Regions from separate parts of the Mus musculus genome. Here regions 2 and 3 are each linked to region 1. A link is a contact called in public HiChIP or PLAC-seq data. All regions are on one chromosome and are shown on one strand. The core of a region is the stretch at or near the end of the contact, and the rest is flanking DNA. Distances in the headings are between cores, read along the strand shown. Region 1 holds the start of Csf2rb2 (colony stimulating factor 2 receptor, beta 2, low-affinity (granulocyte-macrophage)). Region 2 has its middle 18 kb from the start of Mir7676-1. Region 3 has its middle 5.7 kb from the start of Mir7676-2.

The links. HiChIP or PLAC-seq counts read pairs in DNA pulled down with a chosen protein or histone mark.
Region 2: a contact with region 1 is called in an H3K4me3 HiChIP or PLAC-seq map of bone marrow-derived macrophages, with 3 times the contacts expected there. The contact joins the enhancer-like site here to the promoter of Csf2rb2 in region 1. A contact is called at or near these places in 2 of 39 promoter capture datasets (macrophages and neutrophils), 2 of 15 datasets of contacts at CTCF or cohesin (the G1E-ER4 cell line and the NIH/3T3 cell line), 20 of 484 Hi-C or Micro-C datasets (the G1E-ER4 cell line, the HPC-7 cell line, adipose-derived mesenchymal stem cells and 14 more), 8 of 115 datasets of contacts at active chromatin or transcription factors (CD8 T cells, the HPC-7 cell line, acute myeloid leukemia and 5 more) and 3 of 9 other capture datasets (adipose tissue, liver and pancreatic islet).
Region 3: an H3K4me3 HiChIP or PLAC-seq map of bone marrow-derived macrophages shows a contact between it and region 1, with 2.2 times the contacts expected there. The contact joins the enhancer-like site here to the promoter of Csf2rb2 in region 1. A contact is called at or near these places in 3 of 39 promoter capture datasets (the C10 cell line, the SN4741 cell line and embryonic stem cells), 2 of 15 datasets of contacts at CTCF or cohesin (CD8 T cells and the NIH/3T3 cell line), 32 of 484 Hi-C or Micro-C datasets (the AtT-20 cell line, B cells, the F1.1 cell line and 19 more), 3 of 115 datasets of contacts at active chromatin or transcription factors (bone marrow-derived dendritic cells, bone marrow-derived macrophages and embryonic stem cells) and 2 of 9 other capture datasets (adipose tissue and liver).

What each region holds. Positions count from the first base shown.
Region 1 is chr15:78,303,629-78,307,787 of GRCm38.p6, forward strand. Csf2rb2 (colony stimulating factor 2 receptor, beta 2, low-affinity (granulocyte-macrophage)) reads right to left here and starts at 2,093. Exons shown (of 14, transcript NM_007781.3): 1 at 1,950-2,093.
Region 2 is chr15:78,265,109-78,269,463 of GRCm38.p6, forward strand. No RefSeq gene overlaps it. Among named protein-coding and RNA genes, the nearest start is that of Mir7676-1, 18 kb to the right of the region's middle. Within about 2 kb of position 2,948, at least 64 of the 459 cell types and tissues checked have an H3K27ac peak or open chromatin away from gene starts, as enhancers often do. A contact at or near this core is called in the G1E-ER4 cell line, the HPC-7 cell line, acute myeloid leukemia and 6 more, where this site is marked.
Region 3 is chr15:78,352,215-78,356,451 of GRCm38.p6, forward strand. No RefSeq gene overlaps it. Among named protein-coding and RNA genes, the nearest start is that of Mir7676-2, 5.7 kb to the left of the region's middle. Within about 2 kb of position 2,982, at least 17 of the 459 cell types and tissues checked have an H3K27ac peak or open chromatin away from gene starts, as enhancers often do. A contact at or near this core is called in bone marrow-derived macrophages, where this site is marked.

The DNA of each region.
Region 1 (4,159 bases), core at 843-3,342:
TGAGCAATGCCATCATGAACCCTGGTCAAGAGGGTCTAGACCAGTGGCTCCCAACCTTCCTAATGCTGTGACCTCTTAACACAGTTCCTTATGCTGTGGTGACCCACAACCTTAACATTATTTTATTGCTACTTCAGTCTTTTGATACGGTTCTGAGTCATGATGTAAATATCTGATCTGCTAGACATCTGACAGGAGGCTGCCTAGGGGTCCCGACCCACAGGTTGAGAACCATTGTCTAGAGGACTGGCAGCAAGGGAGACAAGCACCCTGTGGCACTCAGGTCCCTTCCTGAGTGGCCAGACCAGAAGTAGTAAGGAAAGATGGCAAACAGGTATCTCTGTACTCAGCATGTCTGGGTGAAGGGACAGTCCCAGGCCCATGCAACATGTGACTTACGACAATTTCCAGTATAGACAGGCAGGAGATCCTCGAAGATCCCGGAGAGTCACCAGGGGAAGAGAGAGGTCTAGGGTTAGATGCAGAGGCAGCAGAGCAAGTGAGGAAGAGCCTTACAGGACAGCCTTCTGGTTCCAGTACGGACATTAGGTTCCAGCTAAAGATTTGTTAGAGCCAGTAGTAGGATATGGTCTGAAGCTGTAATTCAGTCCATGAGGACAGAGAAGGAGTCTTCTTTTAAAGCTTTTAAGAAAGAGGTAAGGAGAGGGGAGATGCTGCTACAGAGATGTGGATGAAGATCCAATTCATTGGGCGATAAGGTTCAAAGGCCCTATGTGCTGTGCGGGAGCAGAGGCAGGGGCCTGAACCTCAGGCAAATTCTTTACTTAACAGGTCACAGAGATTTCTGTCAAACAATGGCTAATGCATGATCTCTGGAATACAGCATGTGGAATATATGAACAGGTTAGTTTATGATCTGTGAGACATGACAGTGATCTGTCAGCAGAGGGGTTGTCTGTGCCCCTGTCTGGGAGGGACTGGTCCCTAGCTATATGATGAGACACCTACCTGCTGGTACACTAGGTACAGAAGCGACACATCTGGACCTAAATCATCTGTGGTGATTTCAGAGCACAGTATGGTGTGTGTGTGTGTGTGTGTGTGTGTGTGTGTGTGTGTGTGTGTGTGTGTGTGTGTGTGCGTGTGCGTGTGTGTGTGTGTGTCTGTATGTCTGTCTGTCTGTCTGTGTGTGTGTGTGTGTGTGTGTGTGTGTGTGTGTGTGTGTGTAAGAGAAAGAGACACAGAGAGAGACAGACAGACAGAGAAAGAGAGGTACAGAAAAAGAAAAATTAGGGAGACAGAAACACTCACATAGAGACAGAAACAGAGACAGAGACAGAGAGACAGAAACACATACACACATACATACACACACAGAGGTGGGTAATTTGGTATGTCTCTGGCACTTCCCAAATGAGCTTGCCAAATACACCCAGTACCAAGGGAGGTTCTACATCTCTGGCTCTGTCCCCAACACTTCTTCATTCTTGTAGGTAATTTTCTCTACCCTCTCTCTTTCTCTGCCCTTCTTCCATTTCTCATTGAAGACAGAGAGAGCTATGTCTCCCACTCACCTTGTCCCACAGATGTGTGACCAGAAACTCAGGATAGGGACTGAAGTAACATATGGGTGGCAAAGTTAGAAGGAACACAGTAGTTAGCCCCACATAGAGCTTTCAGGGAGTCCTCCCTGCCACCAGGCCTCCAGTGATAAAGCTGTGTCCTCCCAGAACCCCAGAATCGCAGAGCCCCAGAGAACATCCTAACCGTACCTCTTCCAGAGCCCTGACTTTGTTCCCCGCTCCAATGTTCCGGCATGCCCCTCCTCTACTCACTGACTTGGAGTCTGAGACCTAGTCTTTCTAGAGAGATCAAGTTTGAGGAATATGCTACCCCAGCCCTGTCTTATGCTGTCCTTTTCCACCCTGGAGACCCTCACAGCCCCTGCTTTGCGCCCATCCTTAGCTCCGTATCAGGAAGCCACTTACCTCTGTGCTTGGGCGACAGGCAGCCTCCTTCGGGAGCCTCCAAGTGCCAGTGAGCTGCAGGCTCTTCCTATTTATTTGTGCCCCATCTGGAGGAAACAGAGAGCAGATTGAGGAAGTTGCCAGTGCCCTTTCACAAGCAGCTTTGCTTGCTTCTCAGAATTGTGGACACTAGCCTCTGATAAGACTCACGACATTTAGTTCTGCCAGAGTAGCTCGATCCCCACCATCTCCACATCAGCTCTCATGTGCCCTTCAGGTCTCAGCCTGGAATGGCCTCCTCCACACCCACCTCCCTGACTTCTCTGGAGGAAGCAGACACAGAGGGCAATAACCACCTCCCTGCGAGTGTGTGCCCAGAGCCAGGTAGAGCTGGGGTGGACTTGGAGGGCACCACTTCTCAGCATGTGGCCTTATGCAAATCAGCTACAGGTGGCCTCATAAAGCCTTGGGAACTCTTGGGGTATTTTTCTAGAAGGACCTAAAATCCAGAAGGGTTTTTGAGGGTTATGCTTTTGTCATGGAAAACCTAAGTTGACAACAGTCAGTAGGCAGTGGGAGCAGTCTTGATCCCTGGCTGTCAGCTTTGGCTTTCCCTTCTCTGTCCTGCCCTAGAGTCCCTGTCATCTTCTCCCATCTTGCAATCAGAGCAAGTGATGTTTTGTGTCTGTTCTCCTCCCCCAGTGCCCAGCCATAGCTCAGAGATGGTTTTCATGACTGGATGTATAGTGAATGAATGAATGAATGAAAAAATGAATAACTTGAGGCTGCTGGGGTTAAGAGGAGGGAAGTAAGACACTCCCTCAGGAAAAAAGTCAATGGGGACACCAAAACCCTGTCATAGGCATGAGTAATTTTTTTAATATGGTAAAAATACAAGCAAATAAGCGTAAAAATATAAGGGATGAAATGTCAGCCTTTTTTTAAAAAAAAGGTAGCTTTTTTTATGCATGAGACATTTCTTATCTCCCAATACAGAGCTACAGATGCAGGAGACCAGACAGTAGGAGAAGTGCCCCTGGGCACGGGGACAGCAGTCAGTTCCAGATGAACAGAAACCTTCCACCAACCTCGGCCTGATTCTATTCTCAGAGATCAGTGTGCCCGAATCTTATACTTCTAATCCACAACACTGCAGATCCTCATGTCCAGACACCAATGGGTTTGTTTTTACTTCATATTTTCTTTTATTCAACAGAAAACGAAAGTCAAGAAGTTCGGTGGCTGACTTGTCGCGAGGGGTGCAATCCATGGGGCACATGGCAGGTGTCTTGGTTCACAATGGTGTTCACTAGGTACTTAGTCAATCCTTTCTCCCCGTGCAGTAGCTATGTCATAGTCATGGCAGCAAACGACACAGAGTATGAATTGTGTGGTACCTATGAGAGGCTCTCATGGAACACGGGATACCCACACAAGGCAGGTGGTCTCTGTCTGATAACTGGATCCACTGTCCTATGTGGCCTTGAAATTCAGAGAGATTAGTGTCTCCTCACACATTGCATAACTATTTCTCCAAATATCTTACTGTTTGAGGAAATTGACACATCATCCAGACAGCCCTTGAAATCAATGCATAAATGATCATGTCCACCATCCCCACCTACACGGGACACCCCGGACATGTAAAACTGACAAGAAATCCTTGATCCTCAGATCATACAGCAGGAACAACATGTCTTGTTGGACAACCTACTACTCTTTGGGAATCAGTGTCACACTAGGGATCAATAGGGTCCTTGTCACCAACCTCCTGCTCCTTCCTTTAAACACCCATTGCTTTCTTAACACAGACTGTCCCCAGGTAAATGTACCCTTGTCCTAAGAGATCCATTCTCACTCAATTTCAGATCTCAACTCAAAGTGAAAATGAACACAGGCTAGCATGCCAAAAGGCCATTAAGAAGGACTTCCCTCATAATGGCATTGGTAAGGTATGACTAAGCTATCCAAATGTTTGCATGTCACCTTTTAAATTGGATATCCCTGGCTTATTTATGTAGTGTGTCCTGTGATTTGCATATTAGAGCCTTGGAAACAGTACCTGTCTTAAAGCAATAGATACACATAACACCCCTACCATATATTCCCTCAGCCTAGAGTCTCCTAAGAAAGCAGTCTCAAGTGAGGACTTGTCCACATGAGATGGGGTTGTCTTGACTGTTTCTAGGCTTGAGATAGCATCTCCCTATGCAGCCCTGGATGGCCTCAAA
Region 2 (4,355 bases), core at 1,698-4,197, 38 kb before region 1:
ACCAAAAAGACCAAGGAGGAAAAAAAATCACAGTAGAGATGTTAGATGTTAGAGACTGCACTTAGTAGGGAAAATGGACTTAGTTTATCCAAACACTAAAAATGAACTAATGAATGACCAAACAAACAAGAACAATATTAATCTTTAAGGGAAAGTCAGTATCTACAGTTCCTATAATTTGTTATTTAAAATGTTCAGTATTCAGCAAAAATCATGAGAAATTAGAAGAAAAACTCGTAATGAAAAGATCAGCTTAGGAACTTTGGGAAGGTCATGAGACACTCACCCCTCCGAAGGGAGAGGCTGATTAGCATTTCACAGACAACAGGGAAGGGAAGTCCTTGTCACCTCATTCCCTAAAGACCAATCAGTTTAAAGGCTGCACTGTTCCGCCAGTCATATTGAGCATAGTTGCTGATGCTCTATTCTGCCCCTGGAAACTATATAAAAACCCACTGACCAGTGCTGGGGGTCACTGCCTCTCATTCGGATCTGAGATGACCCCCAGTTCCCTGGAACAGTAAATTCCTCTTGCTTTTTGCATCGATCCCAGCTCTGCATGGTTCACTCAGGGGGTCCCTGGTAAGCTAAAGCTCCCCAGAGTCTTACAATAAACCATTCCTAGAGGGGTGAAGGGAAGTAGGTCATAGAACTGCCTTTGAGGGTGGACTAGATGCTGGACTCAGCAAGCAAGGACCTCAAAGCGGATGGTTTAAGTAAGCTCAACCCATGCTCAAGGAATTAAAGAAGGTATAGGGGGCTGATGAGATGGTTCAGCAGTTAAGAACACTGACTGCTCTTCCAAAGGTCCTGAGTTCAAATCCCAGCAACCACATAGTGGCTCACAACCATCCGTAATGAGATCTGGCACCCACCCTCTTCTGGTGCATCTGAAGTCAGCTACAGTGTACTTATGTATAATAATAATAATTAAATCTTAAAAAAAAGAGAAGGTATAGAAACAATGAGTGTTCCATAGCAACTCCTACTACTGAATGAGGGTGAGAACAAGAATTGTGCTGTGCTTTTATTTTATTTTTCCTTTTCTTGGATATTTTCTCTATTTACATTTCAAATGTTATCCCCTTTCCAGGTCTCCCCTTTGGAAACCCCCTATCCTATCCCCACACACCCTGCCTCTATGAGGGTGCTCCCTCACCCACCCACCCACCCACCCACTCCCACCTTCCCACCCTGGCATTCCCCTACACTGGGGCATCGAACCCCCACAGGACCAAGGGCTACTCCTCCCACTGATGTTCAACAAGGCCATCCTCTGCTACATACGTGGCTGGAGCCATAAAATACTTGAAGGGAGAAACCTAACGGCTTGGTGCTAGATTTGAATGGGCTAAGAATAAGCATTCAGAGAGATGGAGCAAAAAAAGACAGGGCCTTTATTCACACAGCAGCCATGGCTACCAGCACAAGATGAAGCCAGTTAAGATCCCAGCAGAGATGGGGTGGGTGACTTCACGACCGGCCCCTTACTCAGGAGCTGTGACGGAGAGAGGGAAAGCCTTCTCTGTGTTAGCGGTTGCTGGTATGTTCCTCTTGTTCTGGTGGATGGCCACCGTGCACAAATGGGCAGCACTAACTGAACAAACTTAGTGTTCTGTCAAACTTCTTTTTACAAAGCAAATCTTATGTGATATTGTGCTCAACTCTAAAGAGTTGCATTTGGCAGCCACAGTGGCTTCTGCTATTCGCCCCTGTGTTAATGGGCTTCCTTGCAGCTTTAGGTCTATTTAAGGTAAAATGTCCAGATTGGAAGTGAGAGAGTGTTGGCTGATGATGGAGATACTGATGAGGTACTGATAGACTCACTAAGCTAGCCAGTGACAACTGTGTCACTACCCCTGGTGTCCAAGAACTAGCATTCCAATCATGTAACGTCCAGGAGCAACCAAGAAAAGATAACATCTGCTATCTTTAAATAGAGGATCCAATTTTATAATCTGTTATTATTCAATTAAATCTCTCCCCCTCTCCCTCCTTCCCTCTTTCCCTTCTCTGCCGCACTGTGTGTGTCTGTGTGTGTGTGTGTGTGTCTGTCTGTCTGTCTGTCTCTCTCTCTCTCTCTCTCTCTCTCTCTGTGTGTGTGTGTGTGTGTGTGTGTGTGTGTGTGTGTGACTGATTCTTCATCTATCTTCCCCTTTTGGTTTGAGATAGGCTCTCTCCCTGGCCTAGAACTCCATCAAGTAGGGCCAGGCTAGCAGCCAGCAAACTCCCAGGGCTCCATCAGTCCCCCTTACCCCCACCCCTACCCCTACTCCCATTTCACCATGACTTGAGACTTCAAGCATGATCCACCATGCTTGGCTTCTGTGGATGTTTAGGACGTTAAACTTAGGTCATTGTGCTTCAGCAGCCAGTCTTTACCGACTGAGCTCCAGCGTCGTGTTCTAACTCGGTAAGGATCTCCTCAAACCAGGGGCACACACTCAGTGGTGGCATTCTGGGCTGGGAAAAGCAATTGTAGAGTGTTATCTTGCCTGCTGCACCAGTCCCTTCCTGGACTTATGTGAAAAGCACGGCTCCATTTTTATTTCTCCCTAGGGTGCGTGGGCTGTGTAACCTCTGTACAGGGAATTTCAGAGGAAGGGTGAATGATTTTTTTCCAACATATAAACATGGTACAATCACAAAGCCCAAGATTCCACAATTCCCTCAGGGTCATTCGCACAATGGCAGGGTTTGGGGGCGGGGGGGGGGAGCAGGGTCGCTAATAAACCAGAATTGACTGCTTGACCCAGATTAAACTTGTAAAGATGTTTGTAGACAAACGTGCCCACTGAGGTATGGACAATGTCTTGTGACTAACAAGAAGATGACATCAAACTTCATCCTTACAGAGAACAGTGATAAGTCCAAGAGTGTGGGCGAGCCTGCAAGCCAGCAGAGCTGATGCAGAAAGTCAGGTTGACTGTGACTCATCTGTGGGTCCTTCTCTGCGTGATGGGGAAGTGGCTGGTTGGGACAGATAAGAGCAGAGCAGGGGGGTGAAATGATAGGGACACAGGCGTGATAATGCCACATGTTTATATTTGTTAGTTACTGACCTTGAACCAAAGGATGACCAGGGGATCATGGGAAATACTCTTATTTTAAAATGGCCTCTTTGAATTTGTTATCCTGTGGTGTCTAATAAGGGGCATTGTTGTCCCATCATTAGGTGATGCCATTTAAACTCTTTATAAATGCATACATGTACATATAGATATACATATACAAATGCATATGTATTAGAAAGTTTCCATAGTAGGTTTCCATTTTTTTCAAGACATCTTTAGTGTTATTCATCCCTCTCTATGTTCCCTCTACCCTGCCCTACCATCGTCCTCCAGTAAAGTTCACCTCCTGCCCCACTATTCCTATTTAAGCTTTTGTTTCATCCTGCCTCCCTCTTGAAATCCCCCCTTACTGATTTCCTGACCTCCATGCCTATTCCCAATGGAACACACATATCTGAAGATGCCAGGCTCACACCCTCAAGTGAGAGAAACATAAATGTCAGCTGTCTTCCTGTGTTACCTCACTCAGAATGATGGTTTTCAGCTCTTACATTTACCTTGAATTTTGTATTTCCTAACATTGAGTAATAGCCCAGGGCATAAATGTATAACATTTTTTATTATCTATTCTTCAGTTGACACATATATCAAGGGATGGGTATACTTCTTTGGCATCATTGCAAACGAGGTTTCATAGACTCCCCACCCCCTGCCCCCTGCCCCCCGCCCCCTGCCCCTCAACACTAGATGCCATTGTCAGTGCTTTAAGTACTCCAGAACTTGACAGATAGGTCCAACTGCAGAAGGCACCACATGCTTGGGTCCTAGAACATGGGGAAATTAGCTTGCACTCATCCTGACTGGCTAGCATTCATAACACTGGAGAGTGCTATGTACTCTTGATGGAGAAAAGAAATCACCAGACCCACCTGTCTGTGAACCCTGTGTGTTTACACAATGGTTGCCTGGAAGGACACACCCACATACCCACTAGTGCAACAGTGGCCTGAACATAATGGGACTGGCTGACCACTTTCTGAGTGGCTTTGAGGCCACGCCATAAGCTAAAACTCATAATGGGATCTCCTCCTGGGACCAGGATCCTGTGGCTAGACGTACCGTAGGCCCTAGGGGAGACTCCACTACTGTTACTCTGCTAAATGGACTCCTGTACTCTTCCATAGACCCATAAATTGGCGCATGATCAATCTTTACCAGAGAGGCTTCTTTTTGCAGTAGATGGTGACTAACATGGAGAGCCACAACTTAGAGAGATGTGGACAGAGGCCACAGAATGATCAGTCCTAAATAACACACACACACACACACACACACACACAC
Region 3 (4,237 bases), core at 1,732-4,231, 49 kb after region 1:
TATTTTTAAGAGGCAGAAGGACTGGCCCATCACCTCCCAGAGTTTCCCGATTAGATTTAGAGGAAATAACATCACAACTCTAACACTCAACTCGAGAGTTCTAAATCAAGCAAGGGCTAAAGCCAGGATGCAGTTCCTTTAGAGGGTTGCTGGGATTCTCACAGAGCTCACGCTGGGTCACATGGGAGGGATCTGATGTTGGGTCATGTGGTCCCACCAATGCCAAAGACTCTGAAATGTCTCTGTGAGGAGAACCCTGGAGATGGGCAGGATCATTTCTCATGCCTTCCCCTTCCTCTTCACATGGGTGATTGTTGAATTTCAGGGAAAGGAAAAAGGAGACAAACAGAAAAAACTTAGGCACAGACTCATGCCTGATTAAAGTGCTGGAACAAGCAACCATTGTGTGCCCAGCCCTAAGCAGAGCAGGGATATCTACCCTCCAAGGCTAAGGAAACTCCATGGAAGAGGGAAGGAGAGTGTGTGCAAGGGCCGGGTGATGGGAGTAACTGCTGTGAAGCACTGACTTCTTGATATAACATGGCCATTACACTCATATTACACTCCGGTTATAAGGATAAGGCGTCCCTTGTCACGTTTCTATAAATCTTTAACTCTCAGCAATTGCCAAGAGGAACAATGCTATGTTCTTCTGCAGTGATGTTTTCATGTCCCCACAAAGAAATTCCACTCACACTCACATAAGCAGCCCTATTTAAACACGGTTCCTCAAACCCACAAAGCAAAGATTTGAAAACAGGAGGGCTACTCACCAGGAAGAACTGGAGGTTTAGCAGGTATTGGAAAGGTAATGAGAGACAATGGGGGGGGGGGCGGGGGACACAACCAAACTGTATCTTGTACATGTATGAAAGAATAATGAAGACATATAGAATTGATTGTTGTTACAGTAGACACGAGAGTGCAGAGATGCCTTCAGGGAACCTTGACTGGAATTGGCACAGAGCAGGACACGCAGCATGCTACATCTGTGGTTCCTAAGACAATAGTGTCCATGGTTGGAGATTTAGTCTTTTATCGTGTGGACTCCTACCTTCCTGTTATACACACTTACAGATAGAGTCAGGCCTTCCCATTCCAGGCTTACTATTGATTTCCTCCATTTCCAATGCTGCATCCACAGTTGTTTTGTAACAGAAGAAATAACCTATGTAAAAGTACAAAGCAAAGAAAATATGTCTATAGTTTACATTTTATTTTGGGTACTGTAATCTCCAAGGATAAACACATCCTTGCCATGGTGTCTCAGCGGTGAGCAGGGCTCCTGCTTTGCTAAAAGCTGACTTTCATCCTTTGCTCATTGTCAGGACCAAGAGGAGAAGATCATGGACCGTGGCCTTTGAACCTCTTCCCTAAGCCATGGGTGGAGACATGATCTGGGACTCTACCCTTTCTGCCCATGGATGCTTGGGCACTAAGAACAGCTTCTCAGGGACTGGGAGGGCTGGAGAGATGGCTCAGAGGTTAGGAGCACTTACTGCTCTTCCAAAGGTTCTGAGTTCAACTCCCAGCAACTACATGGTGGTTCACAACCATCTGTAGTGGGATCTGACGCCCTCTTCTGGTGTGTTTGGAGACAGCAACAGTGTACTCATAAATAAAATAATTCTTTAAAAAAAAAAAAGAAAAGAACAGCTTCTCTCAAAGTCTGACTGTTGCACTGTGTCTGCAACCTGAAAGACAGACAGAAAGCTGGCTGTCGGGAGTGTTCCTCCTATTCACCGAGAAGAGTACCAAATATCTAAAAGGTACACAATCCATGTGGTTTATGCTTAATCCCTAACCTCTCTGGGAGTCCGGCAAGTTGGTGTATCTAAGTAGAACGCACTCCTGGGACAAGCCAACAGTAAACTCTGGCATCCTGTTTTGTTATCTATGTTTTGCCCAAGCGAACATTTCACACATTCATGACAATGCATTACCAGAGAAAGACAGTCTATCCTGTGTGACTCTGTAAGAGAAGTCCCATGTGGGCTCATACCTCCTTGCCTCAGAAGCCCCCCTCCCCACTCATTCCTCTGTATTAGTCAATACTACTGCAGGTGTCAACTGTGCTGAGACCTGTATGTGGGGCTATAAATCGCAAGATGAAGCCCCCCAGCCTGGGAACCCCCTGGTGTCTCAGCACCTTCAGGAGCTTGGTCTTCTTCCAGAACATTCCATCTCTTGCTGTTCACCTCCTTGGCCTTATTTCATGCCACAGGACTTGGCAGCACGCCACACAGGGACTCCTCCTGTGGGAGAAATCACAGGGCCATCAGTTCAATTTGATGGAATTTGATACCAGGTTCTCTGTGTACAAGGCCTTGCTAGATTAATTGGTCCCTTTCAATAAGGCCATACTGAACATTTGTCAGTTTGTAATGAGGGGCTTGCCTGGCCTTATTTGTTTACAGATTTCGTTTTCAGATTATAAATGATATTTCTATTGTTCTGTGTGACTACATCATTGAGTGGTTCAGAAAGAGTTCAGTAGCATTGAAGTAAGCAAGAGAAGTGGTTATCCTAATCAGATTTTCCTATTCATTCCTTCCTTATTTAAATGTGTATATATGTTTGTTTATGGGTGTACACCAGCCACGGTTCACATGTGGAGGTCAGAAGACAACTTGGAGGAGCCACTTCCATCCTCCCAACAAGTGTGATCCAGAGACTGAACTCACAGCATCGGGCTTCGTGGCAGGTGTCTACACCTGCTCAGCCTTTTGAGTACCCACCTGATTAAGTCTCTGTACAAAATCTCCTTATTCTGATACTTTAGTAATCAGTTCAGAATATATTGAGCAACTTCTGGATTCACTAATTTCTTTTCTCTTCTCTTCTCTTCTCTTCTCTTCTCTTCTCTTCTCTTCTCTTCTTTTCTTTTCTTTTCAGATTTCTTTATTTTATGTATGTGAGGACACTGTTGCTGTCTCCAGAAACGCCAGAAGAGGGCACCAGATGGTTGTGAGCTACCATGTGGTTGCTAGGGATTGAACTCAGGACCTCTGGAGTGCAGTTGATGCTCTTAACCTCTGAGCCATCTCTCCAGCCCTGGATTCACTAATTTCATAAACAAAAACAATAAAAATTCTAACAAACAATTTAAATTTCAGCTAATCTACAAATAGTAAAAAGAGATTCGCCAATTATATGTCAAAGCTCCCCTTTCCTTCATTCCCACCTCCATGTAGTTGTCATAGCCGTCCTTCATAGCCGTCGGTCACAAGCCAACTAGGAAATGAAAGTTCAGGGAGGCATTTTAACACAGATCTACCTGAGTGCGAACGGTTTCTGCTCCGTGCTACTTGACTTTCAGGTGTTGCTGTGCTTATCAATAGGATAGATAGCATTCTTGTATAAGTGTATTTGTAAAGAAAGTATATTTGTGATTGAAATGACAGAACAGTAATCAATTATTGTGGAGCTCATGACTATGATGTCAATTCTGAAGGAATTTCAACACAGGAGAAAGAAGTTGCCCTGGCGCAATGGCACGCTCTAAGGGGCACAGAGGAAGTTCCTGCTCAGGGCAGCTCGGCATGACCAGAGGACTCAGCAAGCAGGGGTGAGGGGGAAGGGAAGATCAACTGTATGGTTTAGGCTCAACAGGTCAGATGAAGGTGGAAGGAGATGTGGGTGAGAATGGAGGTCCCGCTGGGATAGCAGGCTGCTCAGGACAGCTCGGCATGCCCAGAGGACTCAGCAAGCAGGGAAGATGGGTGGGGGGAGGGATGCTTACCTGTATGGTTCAGGCTTGGTATCTCAAGGATTCTTTTGATAGGAATCAAGGATGCACAAATCAAGGCTCAGCTAGGCTCATGCTTTGATGGTGTTGCTAGCAATATCAGGGCTTTTTTCCCCTTGTGGTTTTAATCTCATGGATGAATAATTCAGTAAGACTCTTGAAAGAAGCTCATGAACAATTTCATTCAAGTGTTGTAAGAGAAACAAGACAAGCTAGCTGGAAGCCTCGGGAGCTGCAAACAAGATTGAATGACAAAGATGGAAGAAAGCCATTCCCGTTGTAATGGACATCGCCGAGCAGCCATGTTTAGGAAAAATGTGCAAATGATCAAGATAGAACGTGAGAGGGTCCAGAGTGTACAGCAATGCAGAAATGCAGTCATCATCTTTGGATGGCACTGGAAAAATAGAAGGAAGAAGAGGAAGAAGAGGAGGAGGTAGAAGAAGACAAAGACCGATGACTACAAAGACAATGAAGGAGGAGGAGGAG